Linked DNA regions of Mus musculus: regions 1 and 2 are each linked to region 3. Evidence: chromatin contacts called from public HiChIP or PLAC-seq data. All regions are on one chromosome and are shown on one strand. Each heading gives the region's core, a stretch centred on a gene start, on an enhancer-like site or on the middle of the called end of the contact. The rest is flanking DNA. Distances are from core to core; before and after follow the strand shown.

Region 1 (3,429 bases), core at 163-2,662, 2.9 Mb before region 3:
TTAATGAAAAAAAAGACCATGTTTTTTAAAAGAGAGCAAAAGAAGGTATTTGAGAATGTGAGAAATTAAGTGATTACACTATGATTAAAAAAAATCAAAGAATAATTAAAGCAACAAGTGTTTGCCCTACATTGTCATTTATAAAACAAGTATTTTGGGAGCAAGTCAGTTTGTATAGAGACCAGGAATCTGGTAGTGAGAAGGGAATGGAATACATGTGGTATGAAAGGAGAAAGGGGAACACAGGGGACAGAAGGGCACAATGTGCATGGGCATCAGAAAAACTGTGTATGTATAAAAATGCTATAATAAAATATATTACTTTATGTGATAAGTAAACATAAAATATATTATACATGCACATTAAATAAATGATGTAAATCTGAATTCACTGTCTGATGTTAATCTCTCAAAGTTCATTTATATATTTCAGGGAAGAGAAGACAGCTCCAATCATCTATTTCAAAATGTGCTGGCAGTTCCTTTGTGACTGTTCCACTATGTTCCTAATGTGAGGTTGTACTTCATACATGAGTTTTTGAATAATGGTTTTTAGCTTAAATATTCTAATCACAAAGTATTAAATTCAATATTTGTTTCTTCCCTTCCTGATATCAATTATAAATTATATCATTTATAATTAAGAAAATGATAATGTATTAATACCTTAGTTTGTTAAAGAGCTTTTAAAAAGCCTATTTTAATTTTCTTCTTTTAGAATATTAGAACACTATATAATTATTCAATTCCTAACTGCCAAACTTCTTTTTTTTGGCTATAAAAAGTTTACTTCCTAATCTATTCATATTCATTCCATTGTGTTAGAAACTGTTCTAGAGAAGGAGGTGGGATTTAAATACTAAAAACGATTTTACATGATAATATCTTTTCTGTCACTGCTTTTACCTCAGTTACTTTTTCCCCTGCACGCCCTCACTTTTGTCTTCTGAGACAGACAAACCTCCGTATTCAGTTTCTTGACTGGCCCCATGTCATGAGGCAGAGAGAAAATTGCTCTGGACTGAAACTTAAATGGCATTTTCCTACCCTTTTCTTACACTCACTTCTATAGACTGCTGATGCCTTAGAGCTCATCATTGCTAAGTGTAACTGTGCTGCCACAGTTTTCGCTGCTGTGTTTAGTTATTAACTCTGTTTTTTAGATAGGGTTAAAGATGGTGGGCAAAAGCACTTGCATTCCATGCCACATTCTTCCATTTATTGAAAAAATACATCATGTGCTTTCTAATGCCGAATGCTTTCAGGCTAAGCTGTTAAGAAAAGTGTGTTCTTTTGTCTTTGAAGCTTTGTAGAATATGTTCCAGGGCCCCATGCTGCTTTCCTCTCTCCACTCCTCTTTTAATGAGCAGAGGTCAATGCATGCCTCAGCTGCTGGGCTGTGCTCTCCTTGGCTCGTCCTGCACCTGTCTCCTTTTGAGTTCTCGTCTCAGATCTGCAGCAGGCCTACTGATGTGCACATAGTACATATAGTAGACCTCCAAGGCAGAGAGGACTGCACTTATGTACTTGCAGCTCAGTTCTTTGATGATTCTGAACTGAATATCCACCCGGAAGATGTGTTGCAAGATATTGCTTTCCTGTTAACTGGTGATCAAGCCCCCCCCCCCCCATAAGTGGCAAAGCCCTTAACATTTCTAGCCTTTCATACTGTTAACTCATATTTGGGGGGTGCAGTGTACAGTTTTCTGTCTTATGTAGACTTTTGATCTGTGTGTCTACTGAGGAATGAAATCCACAGTGGGCACAAATAAAGAGAAACATAATTAGAGAGAGACTTTCAAGGTGGCACAGATCACCAGGCAGATTGTTTTCTCAGCACAGAAAATCTAACACACATGAGAAGGGTGAGAGCAGTGAAGATAGAGATCGCTGAAGTCTGCAGGTGTGGTTCTCTCATTCACCTACACATGCACCCAAAGGAAAACATCACTACTTCAAGGCATTTTATTTACACTTGTAAATATATCTACAAGAAAAGTTCTACAGGCTAAATATCAACAACTTTATTGCTTACCTGTGGGAAGCAGTTTCCGCTGTGCCTGTGTGGCCTAATTGGTAAACAAGCAATGTGCGCATGTGCGAGAGTGTTTTTTTTTTTTTTTCTTTTCGTGCCTGGGGCCTGGTGATGAGGCTTTGGGAGAGCAGCCAATCAGGTGTGGACATGCCACACTAAGGTGTATATAAGCAGCGCCTTTTTGGTGCTTGGGGTCTTCCTCTTCATGTTGAAACTGGTGTAATAAAGTTGCTGCAGAAGGATCCGGTTTCTCACACGTGTGTTCTTGCTGGCGAGACAATAGCGCGTGTGAGACTTACCTCAAATTGTTTTCACTGCATTTTGATGTTAAGATGCCCTAAAAATGACTATGATGCTAACCATCAGTGACCTTGACTATGCTTATAATTAAGATATTCCTTGGGAAATAACTCCAACAATGTTAAGACTTTTTTATTTGAGTTTTATACCTGGCAGCTACCTCCTTTGTGTGCACGCTATGGTTGAACATGACATTGGAACAATAGATCATATGTGTAAATGCTTTCACAATCTCTTTTAGAATGAATGACTGAATTATTCCATCTCTCATTAGCCTTATCACCTTGTCTGTATTTTATGTGTTTAAGACTTCCTGTTTACTTGTCTGGTTGTTTACTGTTTTTTTTTCCCCCTCTGTACCCTCAAGTGATGATAGTGAGACCTCTTGATTAGCTTGAGAAGTTTGGAACATGGTACACATAATCAGACAGGTAAGGTTCAAGTTAGTATAGTTATTACATCACCAAAAATTTTTTTCTTTTTTAAAATTTTTTTGGTTTTTCAAGACAGGGTTTTTCTGTATAGCCCTGGCTGTCCTGGAACTCACTCTGTAGACCAGACTGGCCTCGAACTCAGAAATCTGCCTGCCTCTGCCTCCCGGGTGATGGGATTAAAGATGTGCGCCACCATGCCCAGCTGCCAAAAATTTTAATAAATTAAAATAAATTAAATCTCATTTTCCTGAAAACATATCAAACATATTTTGACTCTTTCTTTTTCAGAATAAGCATGTATTAAATGGACTGATAATGTTTATACAAATATACTTACAATATTATTCAAGAGTTATTTATGTAGATTTATTTTAAACATCATCATTGTAGTCAGACTAGGTAACTTCTTTATGTTTATTCTCTTACAATATTGTGCATTTTATATGCATTTTAATATTTAAAGACTTCCATTTTTAAAATATTTCCTATAGTGATGATTGAACCCAAGGTTTTGCATATATTAGTCATAGGCTCTACTGCTGAGCTAAGAATCCAGTCCTATTGAAAAGCTTATTATGAGATAGGGGTCTCCCTGAGTTGGCCTGCTGCTTCTGATCTTCCTTCAGAATCGCCCGAACTACAGGTACACACACTCAGGCC
Region 2 (3,408 bases), core at 87-2,586, 3.0 Mb before region 3:
ACTTAAGCTTCAAATGGTAGAATATTGAACATTTTTTAAAAGGCCCTTTAAAAAGATTTTGTTTTGTACCAAAAGCATAGCTATGTTTCAAACCCATAGTACAGTAGACATTTTCTTTATTTCACCCTTTGCTACTAACTTGTGATGTCATTGTCAACACATGAGTCCACATTTCTGGGTGTCAGTTTCCTTTACTGCTAAATGATAAAAGAGGTTGGGAGGGTTGTTCTAATCTCCTTAATTTTCTTCTACCTTGGCTGTTTTCTAAATTACTTTTTACGTTAGCATATAAAGCAACGGGCATTTTATACACATAAATGTTTTAAATGTTTTCGGTCATTTGCTTCTCCCATTGACCTCCATTTCCCAGGCCACATCTTGCTGGTGTTTTTCTTTGATGGCTAATCCCCATTGCGATTTGACATACCTGGAAAGAGAGAAACTTAATTGAAGAACTGATTGCATTCATAAGTTTGGCCTGTGGGAATATTCTTGGTTGATGATTGTTTAGGAAAGGGACAGCCCAATGTGGGTGGTACCATTTCTTGTCAAATGGGCATAAACTCTATGAGAAAGCTAGCTGAGCAAGCCATAGTTAGCAAGGTAGCGAGCATCATTCCTCCTTCCCTTTGTGCTTCAGGCTCTTACCTTAGCTCCCTTTGATGATGGACTATAGCCTCTGTAAGCAAATAAATCCTTTGCTCCACAAGTTGATTTTTGATCATGATGTTCATCACAGTAAGAGCAAGTAAAGTAGGCCACCATCCTTCCTCCACCCAGAGTCTCCCCTGCTGCTTCCAAGTCATTTTTATTCCCTCCACTATTTCAGATTTCTTTTTCTCTCCTTAAGGTTTCTTTTCTATGGTCAATACACACACACACACACACACACACACACACACACACACACACACACACAGGCAGATGCACATTGTATGCACACAAAGACACACATACACACATGCTTACATGTAGATTCAGTATTTGAGAGAAACATGCCTATTTGATGATTTAACATTTCAGAATCAACTATTACTCTTTATTTTTTTTCCAGCTTGGCAAAAAATTAAAATGAAGAGCCAAGGAGAAACTATGTAATGGGGTACAAATAGGTGAAAAAAATGACTTTTTTTTTAAAAGCCAAAATGAATTCTCTTTTGAACCAGCAAAGCAGATGGCTACAAATTATGACTTGTGTACATTGCCTCTTTATATGCATCTCCTCTTGAGAGCTAAACTGGAATTATTAAAATCCCATCATTACCCTGCCTTCTCCACCTCTCAGCGCCTTTGTTTTCTCACTTGCAACTGAATTATTTGCATCACACAGGCATTGTTCTCCAGCTGAATTCGGTAGGGACTCACTAGACATTTGTTAATGCTTGATGACATTAGGTCCTGCATACACAGAATACTTTGTTTGCTATGCTTCTCTAGGTTGACAAGCTGAACCTACTAAGAACAAAGGATTTTGCTAGGAAAGAGGAAGAGCACCGTGAAAATGATTTTTACTTTTCAGAGTGGCAGTGGAATTTAGGAATATGTGAAGTAAATTTACAAGTTTTATAAGTTCCTGATGTTTTACAAATGTTTAATGGGATAATAGGTCATACTCCAGTTACTTTATTCCCTTCTAGAGTCAGACGAGTTTATTGGCTCTTCATAAGCTTGCATATGACTTTGAACAACAACAACAACAACAACCAAACAAAAAACAACAAAAAAAACAATTGTCTACCAATTGACAAAGACCAAATGGTATTCATATTTTAGGAGAAAAAAAAATTCAAGTAGCAAAACTAAAGTGGGTGACAAGAATATTGTAGGAGAATTATTTCATTTCCAAAACTAAAGGTGGGTGGATGAGGCTTCTGTCAAATCTCTATATTTACAGTGGAAAGTCTATTGTAGGCAGTCTGTTGAAAATGACAGCATTTCTATCAAGCTCCCCATCAGCTGCCGCTGGCTGGAATAGGAATTATCATCCTTCACTGGGCTGTCTTGCTTTATGATATCAATTAGCAAACAATCTGTTTTGTTGGCACAGGATAAAATTAGGATGCAAAACAGAGGGACTGTGAAGCAAAACATTTTTCAGGGAGAGAGCTGTTGTGCTGAAGCATGGGAGGAAAAGAGGCTGTCATTTTTCTGTCTGTCAGTCCTTCTTTAATTTATCTCTGATGTCAGACTATTAGATCCTAATACACATAATCACATTATTAGCTTTGATGCTGCTGAGCTATTTAGGATGTTAATATCTGACTTAAAAATATAAATCTTGCATTTCTTTTTCATGGGTTTTTGTAACTCTTGCAATTATTTTTTTTAAACCCTATTTACTCTCTTTAAAATATATTTAAAGAATCAAATTCTGCATAAAGTAGAACAGAAGTTACACTAGGGGGCACTAGTAAGCTACACTATTTGTTTTTTGTTTTTAGTGCCCCCCTCCTTTTTGGCAATCTCATTTGCATGTCTTTAGGGATGCTGTTACTGCTAAAGCTTATCTATTTGAAACTACCCATTTTTCTTCCTTCTTTCCTTTCCTTTCCTTTTTTTTTTTTTTTTTTTTTTTTTTTTTTAAAGCCCATTTGGCTCCTTTCATTGACCAGTAGAGTTCCAGACCTGTAGGTTCATTATTTTGATAAGCTTTGTCCCAGTTGGGTTGTCTGGGTGGCCTTTATGTCTTTATTGAAATCCCTGGGTCTTGTCCTGTGACATTTCTGATGTCTTTTGAAAGAACATCTCTGCAGCTGCAAGTGATTGCTGCTTAAGCCCAATTTTAAGGCCTCAAAATGCACACACATTACTCTGGGGTATTTCTTTTAAGCCACATTTAAGCCCTGGTCTCTAGAGGTGAAAGACTGAGATGCTAAATAATCTGCCACCTGGCCTGTCCGCACATGATTGGTACAGAACACAGATTCCTCTTCTGAGGAATATACAAAAATAGCTTTTCCTAAAAGGTCAAATAAAATTTATGCTTCATGCTCAAAACTTTAGCATTTCAATTTAATTTTAAAAGTCAAAAACAATATAGAAGGATCTAAAGTGAGCCTAAAGAGAGTTCACAATTTTATTAAAGAAAGTAAACCAAGTTTTAGTTTTCTCAGAATATGCCAGCTTTTTATTACCCTTTTATTTACTGAAAATCAAATGTGTTTTCAGTTTTATGAAAGCTGGAATATTTTTCTCTAATTTGTTATTATTATTATTATTATTATTATTATTATTATTATTATTATTATTAAATACTTCTTTTAGTTGGCCCTCTTTTGAAATATTTGCTGACAAAATCATTAGTCTGTTTCAAAATGAGATTTGTCTTAGTTATTGTTCTATTGCTGTGATTAGACACCATGACCATGGCAGCTCTTATAGAGAAAAGCATTTAATTGGGGCTTGCTT
Region 3 (3,581 bases), core at 779-3,278:
GCTTGTTCCTACAACAACATCAACAGTGAGAAGGACGAAAGACATTAGCTCCATCTTTCACTGCACTTCTGTATTACCTGACACTAATGACCTCTTCTTCTTGGGCACTATTACTTTAGAAGCAATTTTAGTTTCCTAGTCTCCGGGTGAAAATGAATCTTATTCTAGTTAGCTGCCACCTGCTGGGGCATGAACAAATGTGTAATAATCCTTATAGCAGAACATTTAAAAGACAATTCCTATACTTTGGCTAGAGACAGCAAATGTGTATTCTATAATAATCTAAATTTTAAAACCATCTCAATGGTTCTTCCACAGAAAATATTCAGTGCATTTAGATTTTCTCACACAAGTGAGAGGCTTCTGCTGACCCTCTCACTGTTGTTCTGCTGTTATGGGACATTTAAGAAACCTCACTGTATAGTAACACCTAAGGTGTTATTCCATGCAAGTGGCCTATTGTGTTGAAGCTTAGCTAAAAAAACAGCCTACTCAATCATGACATTAAAGGGGAAACAGAATGAAGTCCAAGACAGAGATCAGTTGAAACCACACTGTTGCATACGCATCCATGATTTCTGTTATTCCTTGGGATTCTAAACACATTACCAACTGTGGTATTAACATTCTGCTACGTTGGTGGCTAATGATATTTTTAATTTTAATTACTATTTAGATGCTAAAAATGTATCTTAATTAAGAAATTGAACCAAAGAGATTTGTGTCGGTAAAGCTCCTTTTAAAAAATTCAGCATGTGCAATCTTCAGTGGATTTAAATTTAAAAAAAAATAGATGTTTTACTATTTAGTCATTTTCTGTCTTTTCTTCCCCTGTGCATTTCAATTCTTTAACGCCTAAGTTTCTAAGGACATTGAGAGTTCATAAGCTTACTTGATTATTGCAGGAGTCTATTCTGCAAAGTTATAAAGTAAGGAAGTAAAACAAGACCAAATTAAAACGCAATTGCACATCTTCCAGCAAGTAAACTGCAGACTTATTTAAATGAATTAGTCATATTCTTGTGAGATGAAAAAAATTAATCCATAAGGTAATTTTGATGAGAGATACTTACAGTATGAAGATGAAGAAATGTTAAACGGTAATCTGTTCGTTTCGTTACCAGAGGGTAGTTTCTAATATCCTCCAACCCCCAAATCCAAAATCATCTTAGAAGCATTAGTCCTGTTTGATTCTCTCTCTCTCTCTCTCTCTCTCTCTCTCTCTCTCTCTCTCTCTCTCTCTCTGCTACTACTGCTACACACACACACACACACACACACACACACACACACACCCTTCCAATACTCCAGAAGATAAAAATATGAGGAAATGTGGTTGGTTAAAAGTTCTGAATCTTTATGATCCACCTCAGTGATGCAGTTAGTCCTTACCCCTGTGGGATGCCCTGAGAGTTTTTTTTTTTTTTTCTTCCTGAAGCTTTTAATACTGTCCTCAGTATTAAAATAATCTCAACTTTCTCACCCCAGAGTTATGAATCAGGGAGATAGTGGGACTGGTGGACGAAAGAGGGATGAGGAGTTGTTATGGCACAAAGATACACAGCTTTCCTGCGTCTCTTCGCCTTGAGCGTTGAGTCCCGGTAGCTGAGTACACATCTGACAGATCGACTTATTCAAATATTTTACGTGGAGAACACCAGCCAGGAGCCAAATGAGCCACTTTCATCCTTGCGGGGCACTGGCTGCAGCAAGTGAGACAAAGCCCTCCAAGCGGCTGCATCCAGCAGGTGCCTGGAGCGCACGAACTCAGCCGGGCAGCGGTTCCCCTCTTCCTTTCCTGTCCGCGGCTAGTGCTCCTCGCGGGTCCGCAGTGCCTCCGGACCCACAGCGAACGCCCTGGGATTGAGCTCCAGGGAGGGTCCACCGCTGGCGAGTGCTTACCTGCGGCTAGGGTGAAGAGGGAGGGTAGGGACTGGGGTAGTCCTCTCAGAGCTGCGGCAGGAGGCGGTTCAGCGGGAAGTCCCGGGCTCCCAGCCTCGGCCACGCAGCCGCCAGCGAGAGCGCAAGTGACGGCGGCGGAGACCGAGACCGCGGAGCCGCAGCGGTGGCGCTGGAGACAGACACGCCTCCTGGCGGGGGTTCCTCTCCTCTTGCTTTAAAGGCGCCGCGCTTCTTTCCCCGCTGCTGTTACTAGCTCCAGGGCACCCAGGCCCACCCAAGAGCACGGTGCACTCTTTATTTCAAGAACTCCAGGGAGAGAATTCCGGGTACTGACCACCTAGTGCTTCCGGAACCCTCGGCCCTGATTTCGTCTCCTGCAAGCAAGCACATCCACATCCAGGCATAGGGGAACAGGGACAGAGATGCTCTGAATGACAGTGGGTAAGGCAAAAGGGACAAGGATTGATTTTGCCTGCTCTGAGAAGCTACACTGAGTATAAGGACTCATAGCTTCTGCTTCTGGGTGGCTGCTTTTTTGCTGCTCCTGAAACCATGGCAACGAGACTTCTATGTTGCCAGCATCTGGGGAGCAGCTGGTTGTCTCCAAAGTGACCCTTTTGGTTCAACTACTGCATTTCCCATTCAGGTTGGTGAGGATCATCTTGGTTTCTGCATCTTCTACTTCTATCCTGCTTCTCAAGCTAGATGGGTTTTGGTCTCTCCTGGTGTCCAGTAGCAAAAGAAATGGACTTTCAACATCAAGAAGCTGGCAGGAAATCTCAGCACAGGTCTAGCCCCTTTATATCTGATTTTGTTCTTCAAGCTAGGTCCCTGAACTCTGAGGGAATTTGAGGCCTGGCAAGCACAGAACCTGGAGTCCTAGCTGTCATGGTTGGGAAAATGAGCATATAGAAGTACTTAAATATGAGATATTGAAAGATGTTTTTAAGGAGAAGTGGGAGGAGGAGGGTGCCTAAGTCCTAGGGTCTTCCCAAGGGTTGCTTCCTGGAGTCAGGGGTGGGGACAGGAGGCAGAGAGCACACCAGACTCCTCAGGCTTCTCTGGAGGAGCGATTAGCTTCTGCAAACAATCCCGGATTTGCTCTCCTCTGGGTCAGAAAAGTCAACATGTATTCAATACCTTTGCTACTTTATCCTCAGCCCTGCAATATTAACTAGAGTGGAGACTTAGCAGTTCCCCCCAGAGTACATTGGTGAGCTACTATTCTCGAGGAGGTTTAAGAGAGGCCAAGCTTGAACAGGCTTGGCAGACCAGCCCAGGAGACAAATTTCAAAGGGATTGTAATAGGAAGCAGGCCAGGTGGAATTCCTAAGCTCAGTGGAGCCTAGAGGCAACTGCAGTCCCAGGAGCACTCCAGTCTAATTCTGAAGGGCTGGAAGCAGAGGCTCCTGTTCACCCTACAGCAGACCAACAGGCCGCAGAGAAGCGTTTGTTCTTTTGCTGTATTTTGTTTGTTTGTTTGTTTTGTTTTACCTGCAGCCATTGCTATCCCAGAAGAGTAAAAACTTTCCTGAACCTGTCTCGGTATGCCACACATTCTGGGCTAACATCTGACTCAGTCCTAGCCAAATCCTCACTATTTACTACGTTGTTCACCATCCTAGGCTCTCTACACCGTATCACACATACACCACACATTTACTGTGCTTAGCTGTCTC

Evidence for each region. HiChIP or PLAC-seq counts read pairs in DNA pulled down with a chosen protein or histone mark.
Region 1: an H3K4me3 HiChIP or PLAC-seq map of embryonic forebrain shows a contact between it and region 3, with 8 times the contacts expected there. The contact joins the enhancer-like site here to the promoter of Grik2 in region 3. A contact is called at or near these places in 11 of 39 promoter capture datasets (the 3T3-L1 cell line, 3T3-L1-derived adipocytes, the C10 cell line and 7 more) and 3 of 115 datasets of contacts at active chromatin or transcription factors (astrocytes, embryonic forebrain and embryonic midbrain).
Region 2: an H3K4me3 HiChIP or PLAC-seq map of embryonic forebrain shows a contact between it and region 3, with 34 times the contacts expected there. The contact joins the enhancer-like site here to the promoter of Grik2 in region 3. A contact is called at or near these places in 10 of 39 promoter capture datasets (the 3T3-L1 cell line, the C10 cell line, cranial neural crest and 5 more), 7 of 484 Hi-C or Micro-C datasets (brain, cerebellum, cerebral cortex and 3 more) and 4 of 115 datasets of contacts at active chromatin or transcription factors (astrocytes, embryonic forebrain, embryonic hindbrain and 1 more).

What each region holds. Positions count from the first base shown.
Region 1 is chr10:46,921,614-46,925,042 of GRCm38.p6, forward strand. No RefSeq gene overlaps it. Among named protein-coding and RNA genes, the nearest start is that of Gm25650, 85 kb to the left of the region's middle. Within about 2 kb of position 1,413, at least 11 of the 459 cell types and tissues checked have an H3K27ac peak or open chromatin away from gene starts, as enhancers often do. A contact at or near this core is called in embryonic forebrain, where this site is marked.
Region 2 is chr10:46,824,860-46,828,267 of GRCm38.p6, forward strand. No RefSeq gene overlaps it. Among named protein-coding and RNA genes, the nearest start is that of Gm25650, 12 kb to the right of the region's middle. Within about 2 kb of position 1,337, at least 25 of the 459 cell types and tissues checked have an H3K27ac peak or open chromatin away from gene starts, as enhancers often do. A contact at or near this core is called in brain, cerebellum, cortical neurons and 2 more, where this site is marked.
Region 3 is chr10:49,786,726-49,790,306 of GRCm38.p6, forward strand. Grik2 (glutamate receptor, ionotropic, kainate 2 (beta 2)) reads right to left here and starts at 2,029. Exons shown (of 17, transcript NM_001111268.3): 1 at 1,903-2,029.